Regions from separate parts of the Mus musculus genome. Here region 1 is linked to region 2. A link is a contact called in public Hi-C data. All regions are on one chromosome and are shown on one strand. Each heading gives the region's core, a stretch centred on a gene start, on an enhancer-like site or on the middle of the called end of the contact. The rest is flanking DNA. Distances are from core to core; before and after follow the strand shown. Region 1 has its middle 14 kb from the start of Khdc1a. Region 2 overlaps Paqr8 (progestin and adipoQ receptor family member VIII).

What was found. Hi-C and Micro-C count contacts between places; a contact is called where the count stands out from the background.
Region 1: a contact with region 2 is called in a Hi-C map of the G1E-ER4 cell line, with 6 times the contacts expected there. The contact joins two enhancer-like sites. A contact is called at or near these places in 1 of 39 promoter capture datasets (cranial neural crest), 2 of 15 datasets of contacts at CTCF or cohesin (the NIH/3T3 cell line and pro-B cells), 30 of 484 Hi-C or Micro-C datasets (B cells, the Ba/F3 cell line, the G1E-ER4 cell line and 17 more), 2 of 115 datasets of contacts at active chromatin or transcription factors (astrocytes and hepatocytes) and 1 of 9 other capture datasets (adipose tissue).

The regions. Positions count from the first base shown.
Region 1 is chr1:21,332,373-21,338,543 of GRCm38.p6, reverse strand. It overlaps the pseudogene Gm21909. Among named protein-coding and RNA genes, the nearest start is that of Khdc1a, 14 kb to the left of the region's middle. Within about 2 kb of position 4,758, at least 65 of the 459 cell types and tissues checked have an H3K27ac peak or open chromatin away from gene starts, as enhancers often do. A contact at or near this core is called in the G1E-ER4 cell line, where this site is marked.
Region 2 is chr1:20,923,812-20,930,336 of GRCm38.p6, reverse strand. The region is part of intron 1 of Paqr8 (progestin and adipoQ receptor family member VIII); the gene reads right to left. It overlaps Gm51618 (a long non-coding RNA gene), which reads left to right. Exons shown (of 3, transcript XR_003947758.1): 2 at 1,855-2,480; 3 at 4,698-4,780. Among named protein-coding and RNA genes, the nearest start is that of Gm24171, 12 kb to the right of the region's middle. Within about 2 kb of position 1,351, at least 19 of the 459 cell types and tissues checked have an H3K27ac peak or open chromatin away from gene starts, as enhancers often do. A contact at or near this core is called in the G1E-ER4 cell line, where this site is marked.

The sequences.
Region 1 (6,171 bases), core at 3,509-6,008, 400 kb before region 2:
TATCTGATCCTGATTTAACTTTGGTATTTGGTATCTGTCTAGAAAATTGTCCATTTTTTTCCCAGATTTTTCAGTTTTGTTGAGTATAGCCTTTTATAGAAGGATCTGATGGTGTTTTGGATTTCTTCAGGATCTGTTGTTATGTCTCCCTTTTCATTTCTGATTTTGTTAATTAGGATGCTTTCCCTGTGCCCTCTAGTGAGTCTGGCTAAGGGTTTATCTATCTTGATTATTTTCTCAAAGAACCAGCTCCTCATTTGGTTGATTCTTTGAATAGTTCTTGTTTCCACTTGGTTGATTTCGCCCCTGAGTTTCATTATTTCCTGCCATATACTCCTCTTGGGTGAATTTCCCCCCTGAGGACCTATAAAAACTGGGATCCCTTTCCCCTTGAGGTCAGCTCCTCTACCCCTGCATGGGATATGAGTCGTCCCTAGAGCTCTGGCTTTCTTCGAATGAAGCCTCATGCGGTTTGCATCAAGCTTGACCTCTCATGAGTTCTTGGGTGTCTGCTATTGTCCCAAGGCCTGAGCGAGGGGCTGCTCTCATGGAGTCTTTCAGTAGAACCCAAAATTTCATACTCTGTAGTGGCAAAGAATTCTGGAGGAGTCTACTGACTGGACTAGGGTGGGTAGGAGTCAGGAGATAGCTGTGTAGACAGTGTTTCTTTCAGGTTGCTTTTGGTCACAGTATTTAATTACAACATTTATCTTCCTTTACTTTTTGTTGTTTTGTCTGCTTGTTCATCTGGTGCTTGGGCTCTAACTTGGTGCCTTGTGCATACTAGGTAAAGAACATACCACTCCACTGCCTTCCAACCCTTTAGGCCAAATGCCATCCTAATTTCGTTTCAAATAGTTTCTGAGTGACATTTCCACATCTGCTTCCATTACTATGATGTTTGATCACTGAACTGTTATTCATGACTTGTTATATTATTTGATATGTTTTCTTGAGGACAGGATTGTCCCATTTTGTTGGGTAGTTTTCTGATTCTGTCACATTATTTTGTTCTGACACATGCTGAACCAGAACTCACTTTGTAGCCCTGAATGGTCACAAACTCAAGTGACCCTTCTGACTCAGCCTACCAAGTGCTGGCATTTCAGGCATGCAGCACCAGGCCAGCTTTACAAAGGTTTATTAAGGGAGATTAGAAGGCAGTCTGGTGGGATGACTTCCAGGTGAAAGCTCATAGGTTTCAGTTTTCAGACTCTTTATTTGAACAAAGGAACAGAAAATCATCCCTTAGGACTTCCATCCGCAATGCTCAGAACCATCCTACTGTCAGAGTTCATTAGCCACAAGGGGACTCAGAAAATATAGTCTGTTCATGGGCCTTTGATACAAAAGGAGACAATGAAGCCTATGACAAGATAAAGACTCTTTGGTAGTAGATAGCATTGTTCAGATACACGGGAGCTAATTATGTGGGGGGGGGGGGTGTATCATCAACAAAAAGGCTCTCAAACCTGGGACAAATGGCTAAGATGCCAATTAATATATCAAAGTAGACATGGTCACCAGGTTCTCCCAGAATCCCTCAGTCCCTATCTGTTACAGGGCCCTCCTGACTCACATGTCCTACCCCCTACTCTAAACTCCTCCAGCCCAGACACTAGGCTGCCAGTTCCTCCAGCTGCCCTTCCCTGTATAATCCATTTCATTATTATGGTCCTTTGGCTCCTTTGGTCTACCTTTTACCTTCCTGGCCTCTTGGTCTAGTTCCCCACTCACCCCTCCAACTCTCCTCACCTGAGCCAGCTCAGGGTCGTGCTCACTTAAGACTCTCCCAATTGTCCCTGCCTCTGGCTATGCTCTCGCTTTTATCTAGAATTCTGGGAGCAGCTCACAGACAACCTTCCTTGGTGTTTCCCAGGTATCAATCTAACTGTTTCCACTGCTTGGAAAAAGGAAAAGATTAAAAGACATGGGCAGGGCCAGGGGTGTAGCTCCATTAAGGGTGCACAGCATATCTAAAATCCTCAGTTCCAGTCCCAGCACCACATATGCAAGGCGTGATGGCTCAGTCCTATAATCCCATCTCTTAGGAGGAGAACAGAAGAGATTAGAAACTAAAGAGTAAACAACCTCTGGGGAAATTGGTCCATGAAGAATTTGGAGTGAAGAAGATTGGAAGAGGACCTGCAAGAGCAGACAAGAGCAACAGCCATCCCTCCACTCTCATTTTAATCGGCATTGTCTACTATTAGAAACAGGGAATCTCAGAGCTGTCATGATGGCAGAAGCCTCATCACAGCCCTTGAATATAGAGACATGAAGATCAGGAGTTCATGATCATCCTTGGCCACATAGTGGGATTAGAGCAACTGTCAAAAACAAAACAAGACATGGCCAGCAACCCCAAGCTTGACTTGATCTCCAACCTCATTCTTTCAAATGGACAAAACTTAACCAACAATGTAGCCCACCTTGAATTACTTGAGTGCTGTTGCTTTTGAATGCCAAACATCTGACTTCCTCTTTCCTCTTATCCTGTGGGGCTATTTGGTATCAGGTTAATAGCCACATTTTGAGTGTTTCTTTGTTTCTTGAGTAAAAACAGGAACTATAAAAGTTCATACTTTTCTAAGTTTCCCTGTGTGGCCTTATATTAGAAAGAGGGGTAGTAGAATTTCAAAAACATTTATACATCTCTCTCTCTCTCTCTCTCTCTCTCTCTCTCTCACACACACACACACACACACACACACACACACACACACACACATACACACAAATACATATGCAGGACCAGGAGGTGTGAATTTCTCCTTTCAGAAAGCGAACCCTCTACACAGCTTTGTGATCTCTTTCTCAAGTATTATCCCTCTGAGGAAATAGCAAATATTTAACTTTGGTGTTAAAGCTAGAAGAAATTCCCCCATACCAGGTTCAGTGACTACAATAGAATACACCAGTGTGTAGTTATGGTACTAGTATTATGGAGAGTACCACAATAGGCTCAGAAACACAGGGTCAAAGATAGTGGGGGCAGTGTGGTAGCTAATGCTAGCTCACAGCTTTTGCTACCTTGTGTTTTGGGAAAGGTAAGGGCTGCAAATGAGACAAATGGAGCCAAGGGTTGTTTTAATGTAAGCTACCCACATGAATGTGTACTCACACAAGAAGGATGAGAAGTATAAGGACCTCTGATACACTTGGGATTGCCCATTTCTTTTTTTTTTTTCTTTTTTTTTTTCTTTTTGGTTTTACGAGACAGGGTTTCTCTGTGTAGCCCTGGCTGTCCTGGAACTCACTCTGTAGACCAGGCTGCTCTCAAACTCAGAGATCTACCTGCCTCTGCCTCCCGAGTGCTAGGATTAAAGGCGTGTGCCACCACACCTGGCATGATTGCCAATTTCTTTTTTTTTTTTTTTTTAAAGATTTATTTATTGATTATATGTAAGTACACTGTAGCTGTCTTCAGACACTCCAGAAGAGGGCATCAGATTTCATTAGGGATGGTTGTGAGCCACCATGTGGTTGCTGGGATTTGAACTCTGAACCTTCGGAAGAGCAGTCGGGTGCTCTTACCCACTGAGCCATCTCACCAGCCCTGCCAATTTCTTAACAACCAACCTGAGACCAAATGTGTCAGTAATTTTCTGCTACCAGAAAATAGGGAAGCGGAGCTGGAGAGATGGCTCAGAGGTTAAGAGCATTGACTGCTCTTCCAGAGGTCCTGAGTTCAAATCCCAGCAACCACATGGTGGCTCACAACCATCCATAATGAGATTAGATGCCCTCTTCTGGTATGTCTGAAGACAGCTACAGTGTATGCAATTAAATAAATAAATAAATCTTAAAAAGAAAATAGGGAAGCGAATTTGTATGAGAATATAGTTTCTATTGTACTCTACATTAGAGTCTGCAGACTCTTATTCCCTAACAAATAAACAATTGGAGAACTACACCACTGTCACCAGGTACTGGCTGACATTTGGAAGTTAAAAATACCCAGAGGACCTCCAATACAGAAGGCAAGAACCTTGTAGAAGGCAAGAACCTAGTTGGTCTTGGCTAGCACGACTCCAGCTGATTGGTGTACACTGACAGAGACAATCCCATCATTCTTGCCAGCGATTGGTTAAAGAAATGGCATCAGTTTAACAATTAAGGAAAATTTGGGCATTTCTAGAAAATGTTTTTTCTCCCTTCTGAGAAGAGAACCAGGAACGAATCTCAACTCTTCTCCTGGGGGCTAGGACCCAGTATGATTTGGGCAGCAACACGAGTATTGTGTTACCAGACTGAAGAGGGAGGAGACATACAGAGATTGAATTTGAGCCCTTGACAAGTTGTGCCTGGACCTCTTGTATGCCTAGTTTGACCAGGGTTTCCTGGTACTTGAAGTTTAAGCACACTTGATTTTTGTCTCCTTTACATACTTCTTATTTTTACTTTTTTTTTTTCGAGACAGGGTTTCTCTGTGTAGCCCTGGCTATCCCGGAACTCACTTTGTAGACCAGGCTGGCCTCGAACTCAAAAATCCGCTTGCTTCTGCCTCCCAAGTGCTGGGATAAAAGCTGTGTGCCTCCACGCCCGGCTTTTTGTTTGTTTGTTTTGTTTTGTCAATTCTTGATTTTTATAACTAGTTTTGTTGGGGATGGATATTGTACTGTGAGCCAAAGTTCCCCTCCCTTCTTGAGAAACTTCTGACCTTTTGAAATGACAGCTGACAGAACATCAAGATCAGATAATAGTCTCTGCAAACTTTCCGAGAAAAACCACAGAATGTCCCCTGAGCTAAGAGTAGATAGTGTATTCCCAGGCAGTTATGTAGAACCACCCCCGCCCCCGGGCTGAGGCTCCCGCAGGTTTCTCCCTCTTTACTTCCTCCTTCTTTCTTATATTCTGTAACCTTGCTCACAATAAACAGACCTTGACAATCATTGCTTAGTCTCGCTCCTTCTTTCTCGCCCGTTTCTCTTTCAGGCATGGTCCCCCTCGGACCCCTCCGCCCCCAGAATAACTGAGTCCTGCGGGTCGGGACATAGTTTTACCAAACTGTTAATTTTCTTAAGATTTATTTGTATTGTATGCTGTAGCTGCTTGTATTTTGATGATAATTTCGCCCCACCCCCACCCCAAAATTGTTTACAACGAGAGAGTCTGCACATAGCTTCTACGCACCTGCCCCCAGTTAATTCTGATTGGTAAATAAAGATACGAGCTGCCAATAGTTGGGGAGGAGAGAGAGAGCGAGGACTTAGGGTTCCTGGGCTTGGGATCTTGGGGCTGCTAGGAAGCAGGAGAGGAGAGAGATGCCATGCCTTAGGAGTGTGCAGGGTAGAGACAAGAGATGCCATGGGATAAAAAAGCAAGGAGAGCATCCTGGGCTGTGAGACAAGAAAACGTGGCCCAGAGGGAACATAGAAATTAGTAAGAAACAATGGGGTTATGGATAGAAGAAGATTCTAACAACTGGAGGTTAGCTATTGTGCAGCTTAAGGCATATTAAATATAAAGGCTGTGTGTGTGTGTGTGTGTGTGTGTGTGTGTGTGTGTCTTTCATCCAGGAACATCAACCATTGAGGTGGGTAGTAACCCCTCACCGGGATTTATTAAAATACTAATACCACAGTATCCATATGTGTGTTTTGCTTGAGTGTATGTCTGTTACCCCATGTTACAGTGTTCCAGGAAGCCAGAAGAGGACATTGGGTCTCCTGGTGCTGGAGTCACAGATGTTTGTGAGCTGCAATGTGGGTGGGTGCTGGGAATCAAACCAGGGTCCTTGAGGAGAGCAGCTAGGGGCCTTAACTGCTGAGCCATCTCTCTAGTTCCCAACTTTTTTCAAAAAAAAAAAAAAAAGAATGAACTGTAGATAACTAATATTTTATTGTATAACATCATGAAAGAAAAAAAAGTAAAATTTTATTACTTTAATTTCTAAACATTTGCTCAGAAAAAAAAAAAAACAAAACTCAATTAAGATATATATGTAAGGGCTAGGGTGTAGCTCAGTGACACAACCCTTGACTAGTATAAGTAAGTCCCTAGATTTAGTCACCCAGAAGAATATATCCAGTTGTTCTACCTCTCTCAGTACCAGAGAGCTAATATTAGAAAATTCATGTCTGCATGGTGGTAGCACATAGTATTCGGGATGCAGAAGCAGGTGTATCTCTGGGTTGGAGGCTAGCCTGGTCTACAGAGTGAGTTCCA
Region 2 (6,525 bases), core at 102-2,601:
CTTTCGTCACAGCTCCAAATTTTGTCTCTGTAACTCCTTCTATGGGTGTTTTGTTCCCATTTCTAAGAAAGGGTAAAGTGTCCACACTTTGGTCTTCGTTCTTCTTGAATTTCATGCGTTTGGCAAGTTGTATCTTATATCTTGGGTATCCTAAGTTTCTGGGCTAATATCCACTTATCAGTGAGTACATATTGTGCGAGTTCCTTTGTGATTGGGTTACTTCACTCAGGATGATACCCTCCAGGTTCACACTGCAAAGAGAGGCCCATTGGACTTGCAAACTTTATATGCCCCAGTACAGGGGAACGCCAGGGCCAAAAAGGGGGAGTGGGTGGGTAGGGGATTGAGGGGGTGGGTATGGGGGACCTTTGGGATAGCATTGAAAATGTAAACGAGGAAAATACCTAATTAAAAAAAAATACATGGTCATATAGTCCATAATAAAAAGCCAGTACCAGGAAAAAAAAAGAAATGAAATTATTACCATTTCCAGTTTTATGGTTGGGAGACACTGAGGGTAGGATGCCATGCAGAAAGACGCTGAGCAGTAGGCTCCATTCAGATACATCAATGGGACACTTTCCATAGTGTTGGGAAAGTCATACCAAGCACATACAGTTCTGTATCCAGAGGTAAATGATACAGTGCTTCACAAATTCACCCTTCTCATCCTCCTATCCTCTGGGATAGGATATCTATCTATCAGTGGGTCCCTATAGCCAAGTGACAAAAGAATTTCTAACGACTTCAACTTTAGGGTTTGGTTAATGGATGGAATGAAGCCTATTCGGTTCTGGGAACTAATGGCTATCAGTCTGCTCTGAGAGAAGATGGTGTGTGATGCTGCTCACTTGCTGGTCTTCAGACAGCTACAGCTGCTGAGCCTGTTATTAAAGCTCCTCCAGTCTTCCTACTACTCGTGCCCTTTCTGAGTGCATACTGAATTTCTGCTAGCATTGGGTATTTCTACTTTGCTCTCACAGAAAACTAACTAGGAAGAGGTTAATGGAACTAAGAAGCAGAAAGGGGAAAGATTGAGCTGAAGAGATACCCAACAGCTAAGAGCACTGACTGCTCTTCCAGAGGTCCTGAGTTCAGTTCTCAGCAACCACATGGTGGCTCACAACCATCTGTAATGGGATCTGATGCCCTCTTCTGGTGTGTTCAAAGGAACACACACACATTCCCATGTACTCATGCACACACACACACACACACACACACACACACACACACAGCAGAATCACCATTTCCTTTGCAAATTAGATGTTTAAAATGCAGCCACCTCAGTTGTTGAATCTCCCTCATAGCTCTCTGTGTTGTGCCCCTGCGAGTGAATCCTGGTTAGTCAGCAATAAAACTGCCATTATCCAACCCAGAACATAATTTCTTAAATGGCCAAGCAATTTGGGTGTTGTAAAGATCGTCTTTCTAAAGACTGAAAAGGCTTACGTTTTCCTTTGGGGGTCTAGGGGTATGAAATTCTAAACCTGTCAGAAAAAGAGGGTACTATTTCACTGTTCTTTCCAAAGTAACTACCTCTTTGTCTGATAGGAAACCCTCCCTTTGAGAGTAACCAACAAAACCACAGTCATAACGGACACTCGATGCTGTTTTGTTAAAAACCCACTAACTCCTTATCATTGCCTACAAGGAAGCTGATTGCAAGATGAAAGTGTGACATTACTGCCTTCACGGTATAGCTGTCACCTTTACTTTGGGACAGTCTCCTGCCTGAGTTTGTATATGCATATTAACCACTCAGAGTGCCTTCCCAACCTGTCTCATCTTCTTTCAAGGTTAAAGCACAGAGGCAAGTCACTGTCCTAAACCTGCATTTACCTTTAATTCTAGGACAGCCAAAAGGACGTGATGGGACTGACCACCTTCTTAACCTAAAGGAATTATCCAGGATATAACAGGCCATCATATCACACTGAAGACTAGATTGATCCCTTCAAGAAATAAGGACTTCTTCCGAGCAGAACTGAATCTACGACTGACCAGATCACACCTAGATGGGGACTGCTCATTTGTGAATACGTCTTGCTCTTCTGCCTCCATTCTTATGCTAGTCAACCTAGGTCTCACTTTAGTGACTTGAAGACCATCTTGGGAGTTCCTAGACTCATTAGTCTGTTCCTCTTCCCAATGTGTTGAGTAAATCCCCCCTCTCTCTATTTTCACCATCACTTGAGACTTTACTTGGCATATTGGGATAGGTCAGTGAACCCAACTCATCATGGATGCTGGAGCTCTCACTTTATCGCTTATACTCCAGTCATACAGTCATGGCAATGAGTTATAATTCTTATTAACATGAAATTCCTAAGATACTTCTCGTGGAGCCTTGCTATCTTACCTAATAGTCTTTATTTTCATCGAGCCAGAGTGGACATTGCTTGTAGAAGGAAGGCTTCTAAAGACCAGCTGTAAAGTTTGAGTTCATTTTGAATCTTGACATCTCAGTGTTGATACAGGTACAGTACATTCCACATTCCTAGTGCCCATTCTGAGGAAAGATCCATCCCTCACTCTTGACTTCTCCCTTCCATACTCCTTCCTATGATGTGGTTAGCAGCCAACCAAGATACCACCTCAGAATGAGATCCATTACAGACTTACTTGGCTGCCCTCTTCTGCTCAAGGCTACAAGTTCAATCCTCAAGATGCCACTTCAAACAGATAAACTCAAGTCAGTCACTTTGTCCAAGGAGAACTTCCCTATAACAGGAAATAGCCTACTCCAGACTCCAGGCCACAGAGAAAGATTAAAACTACACCCCTTTCCTCAAAAGAGTTATTCTAAAGAGAATTCTCCAGCCCAAATCACTAGTTAGCCCAAAATCAAGTGTAGAGTGGAGTGAAGCTCAAACAAATCTCTATGGAACAGACTAGTGTAGGCCAGTCATGAGGAACATGGATTGGTGTTAGGTCTAGAAGGATACAAAGGAACGAAATATGAATGGGGGGATGCTGTGGCTTCTTGGTGGGTCCATAGCTGGGGGACTATTTGGGAGTAACACAAGAGAGAATGGGGTAAGTGCAGTGGTATCAGTAAGAGATGACGTTCAATATTATAGAAGGAAAATGGAGGGTGTGCCAGGAGGGATGGCACAGGCTAATAGACCCAGGCAGCATCTGGAAAGCAGAGGGGTTGAGGGTTCGAGAACACACTTGACCGCATTGTGAGACGTCGTCTCACAACAGCAAGAGAAGTAAGTGCAGGAAGGAAGCAGTACTGTCCCCTTCCAGCAGGTTCCAATGCTTATCTGCCCTGAGTATCAAAGATTCCCACTGTCACTCTCGGTTCTTTTCTCTCACCATCCCCGCCAACTATGGGAGACCCAGAAGCCACCTGGAACATCTTCATCCCTCCTCCCACCCCGATTCTTTTTCCAGGCCCTTCAGCCACTATCTAGACCAGGAGATTCCCAAACATTCCTTTGGCCAGAGCGTCCCTGAGATTAGGGTTTTTTTAAATAACCGACTGCTCTAAAAGTGTCCAGCTGAATGTGGCATAGGCAGTTCAAAGTCACTGTCTTCAAACATCTTCAGTCCAGACTTGCTCCTTCCCCTGCATCTCAGGACATCCAGGCCTACAGGCTTCAGCACATCATCTCTAGAATCCATGTGCTCTTTCTATTTATGCGTTCTCTCTTTAACTCACAACTCTAACAATAACTTCCACTATAGCAACATCAGCCCCATGAGTATCCTTTCTCCTGTTAGTAAACCTCCCCTGCCTCACACCCTCAACCTTCAGTGTGGTCTCCACCCACTTCCTGGTGATAGTTAAAATGGAACTCTGTCATCTTGTTCCTCCGCAAATGCCCACTTGCTTACAATGCAAACTCTATGCCTTGCCTTTAAGACTGGGTCTTTCTCTGTAGAACTAGCTTACACTTTACCGCCCCCCCCCCCCCCCCGAGACCACACAATGTCAATGGCCTAGAGCCTGGATCGCAGCAATGAATCTTCTACAGTGTCCAGCAGTCTCCATCTCCCATAGTTGCTTCCACCCTTGCAACCTTACTGTGTTCTAACCATTCCACTCCAGCTCACTCTCTAAGAAAAAGCCCTTCCTCATCAGGTGTGCCTAGTTACAGCTTTGCCTAGTTCTTGTAGTATCCAGTTTTGCTTTCTCTACTCACGTCTCTTCTGCACATGATCATTGGTGTACTCCACCCACGTCCTCACGAGTCACCAGATAGTTCAAGACAGGGACTGGTTTTGCAGAAGTTTCCATATTTAAAATAGTATCTAGCATATGGAAGATGATTAGCGACTACTGACTGAATAGCTCTTAAAGGGGGAGGGAAAGAACTATTGAGTTGTTAGTCAGGAAGACTGGTTGTCAGGGTTTGTCAGGCTCAGTTAAGACACTGAACTCCTCAGTGTGACTGCCAAAAGATGTAGGTAAGAGGAGGTGACTTCCGCTCTAGCCAAGCCTCAGGAAAATAAGAAATAATAGTCAGGTGGGCAGAAGTAAAGGGTACTTTGAAAAGATAAAATATACACATTAATGTTCTGGTGACATTTGGAACAAAGCAGCCACCACTTAGCATGACAGGCACTTGGGGACTGCTTTTGCTGAGAAGCCTCTACAATTTAGCTCTGCACTTGGCTCACAAGGTAAGTAAACACAGAATACCAACCCAACGGATCGGCCTCTAGCTTGTTCCTATCTCCTTTAGGCATTTACAAGCAGCGCCTCGGGCTGGAGAGATGGCTCAGCAGTTAAGAGCACCGACTGCTCTTCCAGAGGTCCTGAGTTCAATTCCCAGCAACCAGCAATCTGTAATGGGGATCTGATGCCCTCTTCTGGCGTGTCTGAAGACAGCAACAGTGTACTCATATATATAAAATAAATAAATCTTAAAAAAAAAAAAAAAAGAGTCCCTCAGGTGTCCAAGGATTGCCCTAGAAGTCACCTTGGATTCCAGAATTCGCAGACAAGTCACCCTATGCAGGAAGGGTCACCTTATAGAAGTGGCTAGCTTATTCCCTCAAAACATGAGGATTTCTTCAAACCATCCTGTAGAACCAGCCAGTGGTCAACCAGAACTGTTTACCTAGGCTGTTTAGTTATGCACAGTTCTTGTTTCCTGGTTGATTCTTAGAGTAAAGCTACCATGACCCTTTGGAAGGTAGGTCACTGAACACCTTTATCTGTGCTCCCAGGGTGGCCCCATTGGTTAAATTCTTCATCTGTCTTTGACCACCAAGCATCTCTTTAATAGGCACACCAAAATGGGTGGTTGCACCCAGTCAGTTGGAATTCCTGGAGCTGAGCCTTTTGCCCCCAACTCTTACAACATATTCACTCCTATACCCCATCGCCATCACAGCTGTCTCCCTTTGTCTGTGGGTTCTGCATCTAGAGTCCAGTGATTATAGATTTAAAATATCGCTGGACTGTGGTGGCACATCCATATCCCAACACTTGGGAGGCAGAGACAGGCAAATCTCTGTGAGTTCAAGGCCATCCTGGTCTACAGTGAGTTCTAGGACTGCCAGGGGTACACTGAAGACAGGGAAACTCTGTCTGGAGAAACCCAAACCACAAACAAAAAAATCTTAATCATATGCTAAATAGAGCATGTGTACCATGAATTCATTTAATATCAAAAATAAAAGTTATAAAATGTTATATAACATGTCTATGTCTTGTAAGGCTCCATGCTGAAAGTTTTACACTAAGAAACTCTTAAATTATTTAGAATAAAAATGTAAAATGAAGGCAAAACAGAAAAATTAAAGTAAAGTAAATGTTTTTAAAAGGATATCACAGGCTGGGTGTGGTGGCACACACCTGTATCTCAGATTCTTGGAGGCTGAAGCAGAAAGATCTTTGTGAACTTGAAGCCTGATCTAGATCATGAGTTTCTGGCCAACCAGGGCTACACAATGAGACCCAGTCTCAAGCAAGTAACAAACAAGTCACAGCACTAAACAAAGTACCTTTTAAAAGGATAAATGGATCACTGTTGTTCCCATTATTATTATATTTTATATGTATGGGTATTTTGCATACATATATGTCTGTGTACCACTTGTGCACCTAGTGCCCTTGGAGACCACAAGAGAGTATTGGATCTTCTGGAATTAAGGTTATAGGTAGTTGTAAGCTGTCATATATGTGCTGGGAACTGAACCTGGGTCCTTTGAAAGTACAGCCAGTGCTGTCAGCCATTGAGCCCTCTTTCAAGTCCCCAAACTTAAGGCTTGGCTTTGTTTATCTAGTTTAGACTGATGACAAATACATGAATACCTTTCCTTTTTAGTAAAGATAGAATGGCAAGTTTCCAGTGGTTGTTGTAATCCCCTAAAAACAGTTAAAATACAAGTCCCTGATGACATAGAGGAAAATCCAACTGGCTCCGTCCCATTGTAAACTCACACCTTGCTTGTGTGGTCCTGAGGATGTGTAAAGATTTCTCCTAGCCTGGAAACATCAGCTCTCTAGACTGAGATCACAGTCCCAGATGTCTCAGTTGTGATTCCAGTACCTGAGAGGCCAGA